2 separate regions of the Acanthopagrus latus genome follow, and region 2 is linked to region 1. The links are chromatin contacts, called in public Hi-C maps. All regions are on one chromosome and are shown on one strand. The core of a region is the stretch at or near the end of the contact, and the rest is flanking DNA. Distances in the headings are between cores, read along the strand shown. Region 1 holds the start of LOC119007391 (diacylglycerol kinase theta). Region 2 holds the start of ltc4s (leukotriene C4 synthase).

Region 1 (5,869 bases), core at 1,388-3,887:
AAAATCACTCTGGATCATTCCCAGATAGTTATCATGATTATTAATTATGGTATGCTATCTATTGCCCATGGATGCAATGCTAGGTTATTATTGTTGATGGTATGCTAGTTAGCCAGACATGCTAACGATAGCCAGATACTGATGTTTAACTGTTTGGAGGTGTGTGGATGAATTGTGACTAATAAGGGTCGTTAGCAGCAGAGGTTCTGGTTCAATTTAAATAAATGCATTTAAAACACATCAGACACTAGAGTCAGTCTGATGATGCTCAGGGAATAAAATCAAGGGAGAAGATAGAAACCAGCTCAGCATCTCAGCTCAGCATCCCACTGTGTTTGTCGGGGTTATTTGTGTGATGTGAGAATTTTCAGATTTTCAGTCGATCTCGTAGTTTTGGTAAAGAGGCGTTCACTCAGGAGGCCATCAGGTGTTTTTAGATTTCATTTATTGACTTTATTTCCATCCTTTCACCTGTTTTCCTCTCCTGTGGCTCTTTATAGTGTTGTGTCAATGACTGTAAACTAATAAAAAACATTAGAGGCTAAAGACTTTCCACACTCACCTCCTAAATGCTGTCTGTAGCTGCAGCTGCCTGTCTGGCTCTCTGCTCTACAGTCTGTGTTTCGTGCGACTTCAGTCATGACTGTGTTTGGATCAGCTGACGGCTTTAAAGGTCAGAATTTAATTCATTTTTGGCAGTTGAGCAGAGAATCCAGCTGTGTTAAGTGACAGTCTGCAGCACCGCCTGGTGGTCAGGATGACACAACAGTAAATTAGCTGCTAAGTTCAGTCAAGATAGAGAACAATAACTGAGTAGAGAGAGCATCTGATTGGCAGGCAGGTGTTTCTCTGCAGAGGCCAGGAGTTTCAAAAATCACCATCTGTATGGAAGCCTAGAGAGATTAGTTTATTCAAAGGATTGATGTGAACTTGAAAATAAAAAAGGATCCAAAATTTCAACACCTGTTATTTTACAATAATAATTAGAATTTGCATTTTCTTTTTTCACAGACCTGTGTGATGCTCCATCAGAGTGAGAATAGAAAAGCTGTTTGATAATTAATTTCAGTCGACCTGGCCTGCTCCACAGTGGACAATATTCAAACGAAAAAACTGAGCTGCTCTCCAGGTTGTGGCATTTAACTTCACACACCAGCAAGCTCTGTAAGAGACAAAATGTTTGTTTTAAAACCCGTCACAGTTTGAATGAAGTGTTCACAACTGGACTGATGTGTGCCGGCTGTGACTAAAGAAATTCATTCATATTTATAAAACACATTTTGCAACATGTAAAGAGAGAAGATGGAGAACATTAATTGATCTGACAGTTTGATTTGCTCATTGTATCTTAATACAATGGAGTATATCACTGAATGAATTGAAGGAACTAAGTAAGAATATTAAGATTCTTATCTTTAATTAATGTAAAATAAAAAATCATGAAAATTGCTTTCTAAAAGTATTCTGTTACATCGTGAAAAACGTTTAAAACTGCTTCTCCTTTAGCTCCGTTCTACAGTGAAGCTTCATGATGCCTTGCTCAGAGGCACAGCAGCCGTTTCCAGTCCAGGCTGCAGACTGTGACTGTGGCCTTAATCAGTTTTACTGTCTTACACTGACATCTAGTGGTACCAAGCTGCCGGTACAACTGAGGCCACAAACACAGTCAGCACCACGAACAGCTTTGTTGCCAAGTTCTCACGTCCGAGGAGTTTAAAGGGACAGTTCACTCAAACATTAACCTCAGTCCTCTCCTCCTGGGGACAGTTGTTCAAAACTTTTAATCTGGATCAAAATGATCCAGATTTGGAAATCCCATTTTTTGCTCTTCAGGCTCAGGTAATCCGTCTTACTTTTATGATGGTTTTTCAAAGCAACATTGGATTGGATCACCCTGATCCAGATACACAGTTTTCAAGATTACCAAATCTGGATTACCAGTGCTCTAAACCATCGGACCGAATGGTATAATATTAGGAGATAGTGCCTATCCACTCCTACCATGGCTGAGGACTCCTTGTCTTGCAGCAACCACACCTGTACAGGCACACTTCAACACTGCTCACTGCAAAAGAAGATGTGCATTTGAGTGTTTAAATTGAGTTCTGAAGAGACACTTTGCATACCTTAACTACTTGCGTGTAGAACCACAGGGAGCATGCAACATAATACTTGCATGTATTGTCCTGCACAACATCGCTACCAGGCACAATGTCCCTCACTGTGATGATGTGTATGATGCACCTGAGCCTGCTGAAGAACCAGACCAACCTCTGGTGTTCTGTCAGAATGAGGGGCTGACTGGACGTGTAGTAGGGGATGCAGTTGCTAGAAATAATTTTGACAGGTTCATCTCTGATGATTGTTTCTTTGAAATTAATGTACAGTGATGAATGACAGAAATGGACAAATGGAATATATTATTTTTGTTTGTTATTGATATCTGTTTGAGGGGATTGTTTCATTCCTCCTCCTGATGATATAAAGTCCTCCTCTCCTCCTCCTGATGATAGAAAGTCCTCCTCTCCTCCTCCTGATGATATAAAGTCCTCCTCTCCTCCTCCTGATGATATAAAGTCCTCCTCTCCTCCTCCTGATGATATAAAGTCCTCCTCTCCTCCTCCTGATGATATAAAGTTCTCCTCTCCTCCTCCTGATGATATAAAGTCCTCCTTTCCTCCTCCTTTCCTCCTCATCTGCTGTGATCACAGTCTGCAGGAGAGAACACATCACAACCTGATCTGAGACCAGATTCACACCTTTATTAACATGAAGGCTTCACTAGAGCTGCTGTCGTCTGCTGACACCGGACCAAACGATCGTCATCTTTGTCCACAGGAGGCGCCAGAATCGACAAAAATTCAAGTTCCTCGTCACTTAAAGTAAAACTGTACATGTACTTCGCATATTGTTGAATTTTGTATAGTTATAAATCTATTTTCTACGTTGTATGTTTTCTGTGTTTGAAGCTTATACGATTGTAGATTGTAAAAGTAAATTATATATTTTACAAAAGAACGATGACAACGGAGACAATAAGAAGCTGAAATTGTCTTAACACGTCCAAAACATACATTTAAAAAAAGACAAGCTCAGTTTTTTTTCTAAAAACACAAATGTTGATGTCACGATGCTGCTTATTGATGTTGTGTTGTCACAGTTTGTGTTTTCTTCCACGTGTGAACAAAATACAAGCAAAGAAACATTTAACTTATTAAATTACTCTTCATTCTAAACATGTGTAATATGACAAATTGTTTCGAAAGAAAACAAAGTTCTGTTTTTGTTGTTTTTTCAATCAAATCACAATAAATTGAAGGAGCGTTATGTAGTTTTGTTGAAGAAATGTTCATGAGAAGAGAAAGATCCTCAGACAGAATCAAACTCTCTTCATGTCCATGACTGAATAGACTGAATCAACACACTGACCTTAAATTAGCTTTACTGTGTTTATATGTGGTGGACCCTGCCACCTTTCTAGCTTCGACCTTATTTTCCTGTGAGAGCAGGGGGTTTATTCACTTATTAGCTCATTATCATTGTAAATATCAAAACTTGAATTTCTGCTATAAACTCCACAGAGCTGCTTTATTCATAAATACACTCCAGACATGAGTAAGGTGATAAATTATTATTTAAGAAAACACAAAATATAAAGAAACAATGTAGTAATTTAAAAACAGGACCAGGCTCAGGGCGGATGTTTGAACACATCTCAGGATCTAAATACAGTTCATCCAAACAACAAACACCGAGGAAGGAGGTGAGTAAAGACAAAGAAGAAGGAAGGGGGGGAAAGGAGGAAGTTGATGGGGCAGAAGAACATGAAACATTCATTTACTGAGATTCAGCACAGTGATGAGGAGGGAGGAGAGAGGAGGGAAGGAATGAAGGAAGGAAGGAAAGAGACGAGGAGGGGGGAGGAGGAGGAGTAAATCAGTGTTGGAGACTCTGACGCGGAAGAAGAATTAGCCTCGGAGGAGGAAGAAGAAACCCAAAATGAAAGCTTCCTCTCCGGCTCACTTCACACTTGTTGAATAACGTTGAGCTCCAGCAGCCCCGCGGAGATCAACGTCCCCCCGCCGCCGGTCTGCGGAGTGTTTCTACCGGCTGTGGAGCTGCTCGATGCGGACAGACGAGCCCATCGTTACTGAAGCATTTGACTGAAATTATCGTCATTGATCCGTCTGACATCAGGCTGCCGCGGACACACTCAGCATCCAGCTTCACCGGCTCGATATTTCATCTTTTATTCATCGAGCTTCCCGAGCGTGCAGCTCCGGAAACACGCCGGAGCGCAGCGCCCTCTCCCTCGCGCGGCGCCGCTGGGTGGCACCGCTGTCTCTGGCGGAGGAGCTCTGATCTCGGCGTGGTGGACGGTCTCTCCGTGAGAGGACGACGTCGAGAGGCTTGGATACCGAGCTGCCTCGCCGGGAAACCTACTCTTTGTTAGAGGAAGGTGGATGCATCAATATTTCAGGAGTTTGATTTTTATCTTGTGAGGCGGCAAGGTTCAGGAGACGCGCCGGCCCCAGCGCCCTCTCTGCCGGGCAGCACCGCTGTGTGGCACCGCTGGGTCCGGCCGATGGGATGACTCTCCACCGGCGGTTACCGACGTCACATTTACCAGAAAACTAATCTCATTTGGATCAGAAACTCGTGACCTGGCAGCCTGTTCTGTACTTCTGGACCTGGATAATTAGCTTCTGAAGCGGGGGCAGCTCCAGCACTCACACCGAGCTCGGCGCCTGTTCGTCGGGCGGAGCCACTGAGTTCGGCCCGATGGGATGCCTCTTCAGTGGGAATCTTTAGGAGGGATCCGGACTTCTCTGCGCTAGAGGTTAAACCTGTCGCACCGTGTTCTGTCGGTGTGTGTGTGTGCGTGTGTGTGTGGTCGGGTAGGAGGACATGGCCGACTCCGGCCGGGGCAGACCGGCGGACCCCGACGCTGCGGACGGCCGGACATCGAGCCCCCTGACGGTGAAGAAGAGGGCGCAGCAGTCCCCTGGTCTCCGGCCCAAGTACCAGAGCTCCGCACAGGGACACTGCCTCAGGAAAGTGACCCTGACCAAACCCACCTTCTGCCACAGCTGCAGCGACTTCATCTGGGGGCTAGTGGGCTTCTTGTGTGAAGGTAAGACACGCAGAGCAGCACGTGTACTATTTAATATCGACCATCAGCCATTTATTGTAAAAACTGGAGCTCCGGTTCCATTTAAGTGCATCAGCGGGAGCTGGTGACCTGAGCCAGGTGTGTCTGGGCTCTCCTCCCTCTCTCATGGTGCAGCTCTGTGGACTGTGGAGGACTCTGTGAATCTCTGTAATGACACAGCTGGTTCTGGTTCAGTGGACCAGAGTCAGTCTGAGACCTGCAGCCAACAGACAGGACCGACCCCCCACACATCACCACCTGTCCTTTGACTCTCTGTCTTCTCTTTCATTTCACTTCATTTCCCCTTGGTCTTCTTTCCTTCCCCTTTCTTAGGCTACTATTGCTCCTCTTTCTCTTTCTTTCCTTGTATCTCCCAATCCAACTTTCCATTCCTTTCCCTTTTCTTTCCTTTCCTTTCACTTCCTTCTCCCGAAGCAATGACTTAATCATGAATTCAAAAGGCAAACTGAACAGCAAATCCAAGAACGCACACACATACTCTCTCTCTCTCTCTCCCCCACTCTGCCCAGTAACACACTCGTGTGTGAAGTGTCTGTGGCGCAGTTGGAGCTGGAGTGAAGTCGTGATTTACTTCCTCTGGTTGGCATGGCAACAGGCGGTGTGTTTGTGTGGCTGCCAGCAGAAACGTGATCATCATCATTAGCATCATCATCATCATCATCATCATCATCACCGTCCTCTTCTTCATCACTGACG
Region 2 (5,938 bases), core at 1,832-4,331, 190 kb before region 1:
TTTGTGTCTGATCACCTTGACTGAAGAAGACTCCAGATGTCCACAGGACGGTGATGAAGATCGGGAAATACTCAGAACAGTTGGCTCTGAACATGATGAAGGTTTTAAACAATTATTGATCATATCTCAAGTGATGGAGGAAGTATTTAGATTATTAACTTCAGTAAGGTACCAAGACTGTGATGTAAGAATACTTGTTGTGCAGGAGAAATAACAAAATAAAAGCACAGCAAGTTTAGCAGCAAAAATGTACTTTAAGTATTAAAGTTAAAATAAAAGATATGTTATTGCACTTAAATTGTTCAGAAAACATTTGACTGAATCATTTTTTATTAAATTTCACAGTGAGGAAGTTTAGTATCCAACCAGACTTCAGTCATCTTTTTTCCAATTTAACCACTTCGCAGTGAGACAGTCCCCTCTCATTTTCCCAGCATGCTTTCTTATTGTGTCTCAGATTTGATTTCTGTCTTTTTAAGTCTTTTAAGTGCTGAAAAAAAATGACAATTTGAAAATGCATGTTTTTGAGACGAGTGATTGAACTGTTTAGAGCAGCTTGAGTCTATGAAAATGATGCCAAGTGCTGCTTTCACTTTCATTTTCATATTATTACAACAATTGTCTTTTTATTTTTTATTTCTTTAGAAAAGTGCGCTGACACATAAATGTAAAGACCGGCAGAGAGCTGTGTTGCTTATTTCATTTGAACATCGTCCACTGTGAGCTGGTCGAGTCTCTGAAAATGAAATGCGCAAAGCTATTTTCACTCTTATTTCACTCTGCATTTTCATTTTTACTGCAACTCAAACAATGTCTTCTCAAAGGAAAATTAGCCTCATTGTTTACACTGCATTCAAATGATGTCTTATTATGGAAAAGCAGATGCAGTAATGAGGACGCTGCTTTGTTTATGTCATTTGAATACTGTCCACCACACACAGCATGTTCACTCTGAAAATGAAACATCTTTTCCATTTTCATTTTAATATCGCCACAGAACGCTGATTCAAGTGTGAAAATGAAAATGCTTATTGGGTTATTGCATTTTATCTTTTTTCTCAAATACACGTGGACAATCATAATGCTTTTGCTGAATTAGATTTTAATTTTCAAGTTTATCTTTGTATCATCTTAATAAAGTCTCTCACAGGCTTCCACAAAATTCCAGCCGTTGACATCAAGTGAGGCACTAAATAAACCTCATGAACAAATTATTCATTTTCATGTTATTTTAATCATTTTGTTGTTGTTTTTAAATAGAATCTATCAAACGAGACTGCAGGAACTTTAAAATGGGAGTTGGTTCTTTAGTTCTTTTTAAAGCTTTTTTATATCATAATAGAGTCTTGGACAGAACTTGAAATAAATACTGAAAAAATGTCATTATTTGCAGCTCTAGTTTAGACTTGTTATTCTTTTGAGCACTTGAAGAGAAAAAATCACTCTGATTAAACTGACTGAGCTCTGAAGACTCTCTCAAACTCCGGTGATCCAGATGTGGCAGGTGGAGACACCGAGTACTTCCTCCGGGCGTAGATCACCTGCAGAGAGAAATAGGCTGCGCACACACACACACACACACAATCAGAAATGAGCTGTGTATGGTTGCACACACAGGAGCAGAGCCGGCTGTAGAGTCTGAGAGCAGCAGGAAGGACCTGCGATACCTCTCACACTCACACGTAACCATGTCAGCATGGTTACTTTCTAAATATGAATAGAAGTGTAACACCAATCAAAGTTCACACTGTGTTAGAAGCAAATGCAAAGATGATTCATAAAAAGAACTCAGTGTAAATAACACAACATGAGCGTGGAGGCAGACAGGCTTATTATTATGTGAAGTTAACAAGATTAAACAGTAAAATAACTAAAAGTACAAACCAATGAGTGAAAACATTAAAATACATTTAAAACATCTAAAGACGAATTCATCTGGTCTCACAATTATTTTCAGGTCATCTATATAAACTCTACAGAGGATCCAACCAGACTTGAGTCATTTTTCATCTAATTCGCTCAGACTCCTCTCATATTTCCCAGCATGCCCCTTTCTTACCTTGCTCCAGGACGCCAAGCACGGTCACAGCGGCGAGGACGACCGTCTCCTCCATCATCGTCATCAGGTGAGACTAAAACGCACCTGAGCACTGACACACTGTCAGGAAATACTGACAGGTAACACATACACACAAAGAGGGAGAGAGCACGCCTGCATGGGGCGGGGCCAAAACACACTCACAGGTAACCAGGTTAATGAGTAACCAGTCGTCTCCTACAGCTGGACGTTCCAGGATCGTACTTTCAGTACTCACAACATAGATGAGCTAACACGGCGACTTTCACTACATGTAAATCTTACGCAACGTAAAGCTCCACATTTAAATTAAATTAATTTGATGCAGACTTATACATTAACTTTTTTAATTCAGTTGTCACATTTTTATCTAACATTAATATCTGATTCAAGTATTATACATGAAAGTGATGCAATTCAGTCTGGTTATTCTTTCTCCTATAATAAATGGCACATAAATTGATTATTTAATTTATTCACAACATGATAGAAAAACGTTGCTTTACTTAATCTTTACGGCGAACTTATGTAAAATAATTAGATGGAAGATTTAAATTCAATGAACAATTCTTAAAAAGTTGATGTTTGAAGTAAATTAATTCCTTTGAGTCTTTTACAGTTCATGAATGTTATTGATTAATTTATTCTTCAAGTCCTAGAATTCTTTTAAGGATAGTTCTGATTCCACATAATTAGACTCAAAATCTACAGATAGGTCTTTGGAAATGATACATATGTTAACGAGTAGTAAAACCGTGCCTCGTTAAGATGTTAAAGTATCTACAATTCACAAGAAAGAAGCAATGATTTCATAAAATTCACTTTATATTAAAGGGCCTTGAATTGAGCGCGTAAAGTCTATATAAAACCCCTTAATTATCCATTGTAAAACAGCAGTTACATTTAATTGGTGCATCATCTACAGCTAATAAATACACAATACATTACGTATTTATATTTAATACATTATACTTAATAAAGCAACAATAAAAAGCTTAGTAGAGGTTTAACAATAACAATAAGTTAAACTCAATTTAGTTTCAATGTCGTTATGAACTTTAAGAATTAAAGTCATTAATCTTATATCAAAGCTTTTAAGTGTAAATTAATGTGTTACAGTTAATGTACAAAGTGTAAGTCTAATAAACAGTTTAGTGATTTTATTACCATTTGCTACAAGGACTTTAATGAGAAGCGTTATCGAACAATTCCCCTCTCGTGTTTAATTTAGATATTAAGTTTTGGCCTGAACAAGAAACACTCAATACATTTACTGAATTTGCTGCATAAAACATTTTCTCTGCTCTTTTCCCATCAGTTTAATCTCATCATCATGTCAGAGGAAAACACACACAACAGACACACACCGACAACAAATTTGTTTCTAAAGAACTATATTTACATAATACTCTTGTTTTACAGAGAACCATATCAAAAGTATAAAATACTTACAAAAAATCCGCTGCAATATATAAAAATAACATCTATCTTCTCCAGATCCATAGGAAAGGCATACATACAAAAAATATATTTATAGACATTTACAACAGTTTAACCCAGAAGACCCCAAGAGGCCAAGCCGCAGACTGAAGATCCGTCAGGAGAGAACCAGAACCAGCCCCGAAGTTACATAACAAATAAAATACACAACAAACAGTACAGTAGATAGAACGACCGGGCCACAGATCTGCCTTAGAACAGGACTACCGGGTCACAGGTCCACCTTTAAAGAGGACCATCGGGTCACAGATCCGCTTTTTATACTGCAGACTGTCATCAGTCACACAGGTGAGTTACAGGTAAACAGAGCAGACGAGGACTTTAAAGATGAACATGTTGAGAACTTTAAACTTCAGTGTTTAAAAATCATCGTCTGATAGGACACGATGGCATTTAAAGGAACAGTTCACCCACTTCAGACAAAGTGCATGCTAACTCTGTTAGCTCAGCAGCTCTAGTGAAGCCTTCATCTTAATAAAGGTGTAAATCTGGTCTCAGATCAGGTTGTGATGTGTTCTCTCCTGCAGACTGTGATCACAGCAGATGAGCTGTATGGAGACATCTGATGTTTCTTTGGTTGTTTCTCTGTTTTAAATCAAGTCTTCAGCTACTTCAGTTGTTTAGCAGAATGCTGCAATTCTGTTGTACTGTGAAGCTCCAGAAATGTTCTGTGGACTACGACACTTCACCTGACTTTATATCATCAGGAGGAGGAGAGGAGGACTTTATATCATCAGGAGGAGGAGAGGAGGACTTTATATCATCAGGAGGAAGAGAGGAGGACTTTATATCATCAGGAGGAAGAGAGGAGGACTTTATATCATCAGGAGGAAGAGAGGAGGACTTTATATCATCAGGAGGAGGAGAGGAGAACATTATATCATCAGGAGGAGGAGAGGAGGACTTTATATCATCAGGAGGAGGAGAGGAGGACTTTATATCATCAGGAGGAAGAGAGGAGGACTTTATATCATCAGGAGGAGAAGAGGAGCACTGAGGTTAATGTTTGGGTGAACTGTTCCATTAAATCTGTATCATCTGCTGTCGTATGAGGAAACACGAGGATTTTTTGAATTTGGGAAATATTTAAGGCGCTGAAACACTGCATTACAAACATGTTTTATCTTCATGAGATGGAGAACTTTGAATTAAACTGCAGTCAAAGATTTAGAGATTTCAACTCTGCCCCCTCACTGCATCTGCTAATAACAGAGAGTCTGTGAAACAAAACCCAAACTTTTTGACACTTTAAACCTGTCAACATGTCTGCAAATGTCCAATTCAGGACCCTCACCGTCAGCTTCAACATCTATGGAGACAGGGTTTATTGGAGGAGCTGCTCCACCAGGAAGGCTTTCTTCAGGTTGAAGAAAATCAAGTTTCATGACAAGTGATTTATGAGCTACCAGCTGGGAATTCAGTTTTCCATTTTGTTTGGAAACTCAGAATGAACACATGCAACAGTCTGCTTTTAAAACTAAAACTTTATGAATTTTTATCACTTGTGTGTTTTGCTGTTCCTGTGCTGCATTTAGATTACATCTACAGCAAGATGTCAACTCATAAAAATGTCACGAAAACCTTGAAATACTGAAGAGAACTTTGTCGGCGGAGAAGAAGAGTTTAATGCTTCATCCCTTACTCAATGTCTTGGCTGTCAGAGGAGAGGAAAACTATGAGATCAGCTCAGTCTGACCCATTTACAGGTCAGGAATTTAAAGTTCACAGGCAGGACGTATTAATGATACATGACCGACATGATGCAGCACGAAGACTGAAGCATCGACTCTGTGGCCTCGTGCCAGTGCAGCGGGAGGAAGTGGAGCTCTGTCTTAGTTCAATGAGAGAACTCTTACATCTTAACATTTGCTGGTCAGTGTGCATGTTCTACAGTTACTTCTTGTACTGAAAACGTTTTGACTGATTGGTCTGAAGGAAAGAGAGAACAGGAGGATGTTTCAGTCTGGTGAACAGAGCGATATCTGCAGTGACTTGTTGGTGTTTATTTAAATAAAGATGTTATGGAAGATCCAGACATTGTGCAGATCATCCAGCTGACTCACTACTGAAATTATAGTTAGTTCTTGACTTCGACCTTAAATCACTTGCCACGACTGCAGATCATTTCCCTAAACAAAGTGTTGCATGTATTGTATTAGATATTTAAATATTTGTCCTCCCAGCAGCTGACATTTCCCTACAGTATGAAAATCCACTGTGGCTCTGCTGTCACATCTGCTTTTGATTTCATCAGTGACATGTTGCTGTTAAGTCAGACCAACATAACAGAAAACTATGATGAAACTAGAAAAATAAAGGCAAACATGAAAGATGTTTAAAGGTAATTAAATGTTTGTGAAG

Evidence for each region. A called contact is a pair of places that touch in the nucleus more often than the background predicts.
Region 2: a Hi-C map of muscle shows a contact between it and region 1, with 6 times the contacts expected there. The contact joins the promoter of ltc4s here to the promoter of LOC119007391 in region 1. A contact is called at or near these places in 2 of 4 Hi-C or Micro-C datasets (liver and muscle).

What each region holds. Positions count from the first base shown.
Region 1 is chr18:1,764,209-1,770,077 of fAcaLat1.1, reverse strand. It overlaps LOC119007391 (diacylglycerol kinase theta), which reads left to right and starts at 2,637. Exons shown (of 24, transcript XR_005071119.1): 1 at 2,637-5,134.
Region 2 is chr18:1,951,267-1,957,204 of fAcaLat1.1, reverse strand. ltc4s (leukotriene C4 synthase) reads right to left here and starts at 3,081. Exons shown (of 5, transcript XM_037077998.1): 1 at 2,060-3,081; 2 at 1,459-1,558; 3 at 16-86. The coding sequence starts at 2,123. It overlaps maml1 (mastermind-like protein 1), which reads right to left. Exons shown (of 6, transcript XM_037076858.1): 6 at 5,044-5,938. It overlaps LOC119007989 (a long non-coding RNA gene), which reads left to right. Exons shown (of 4, transcript XR_005071298.1): 3 at 1-101; 4 at 646-1,212.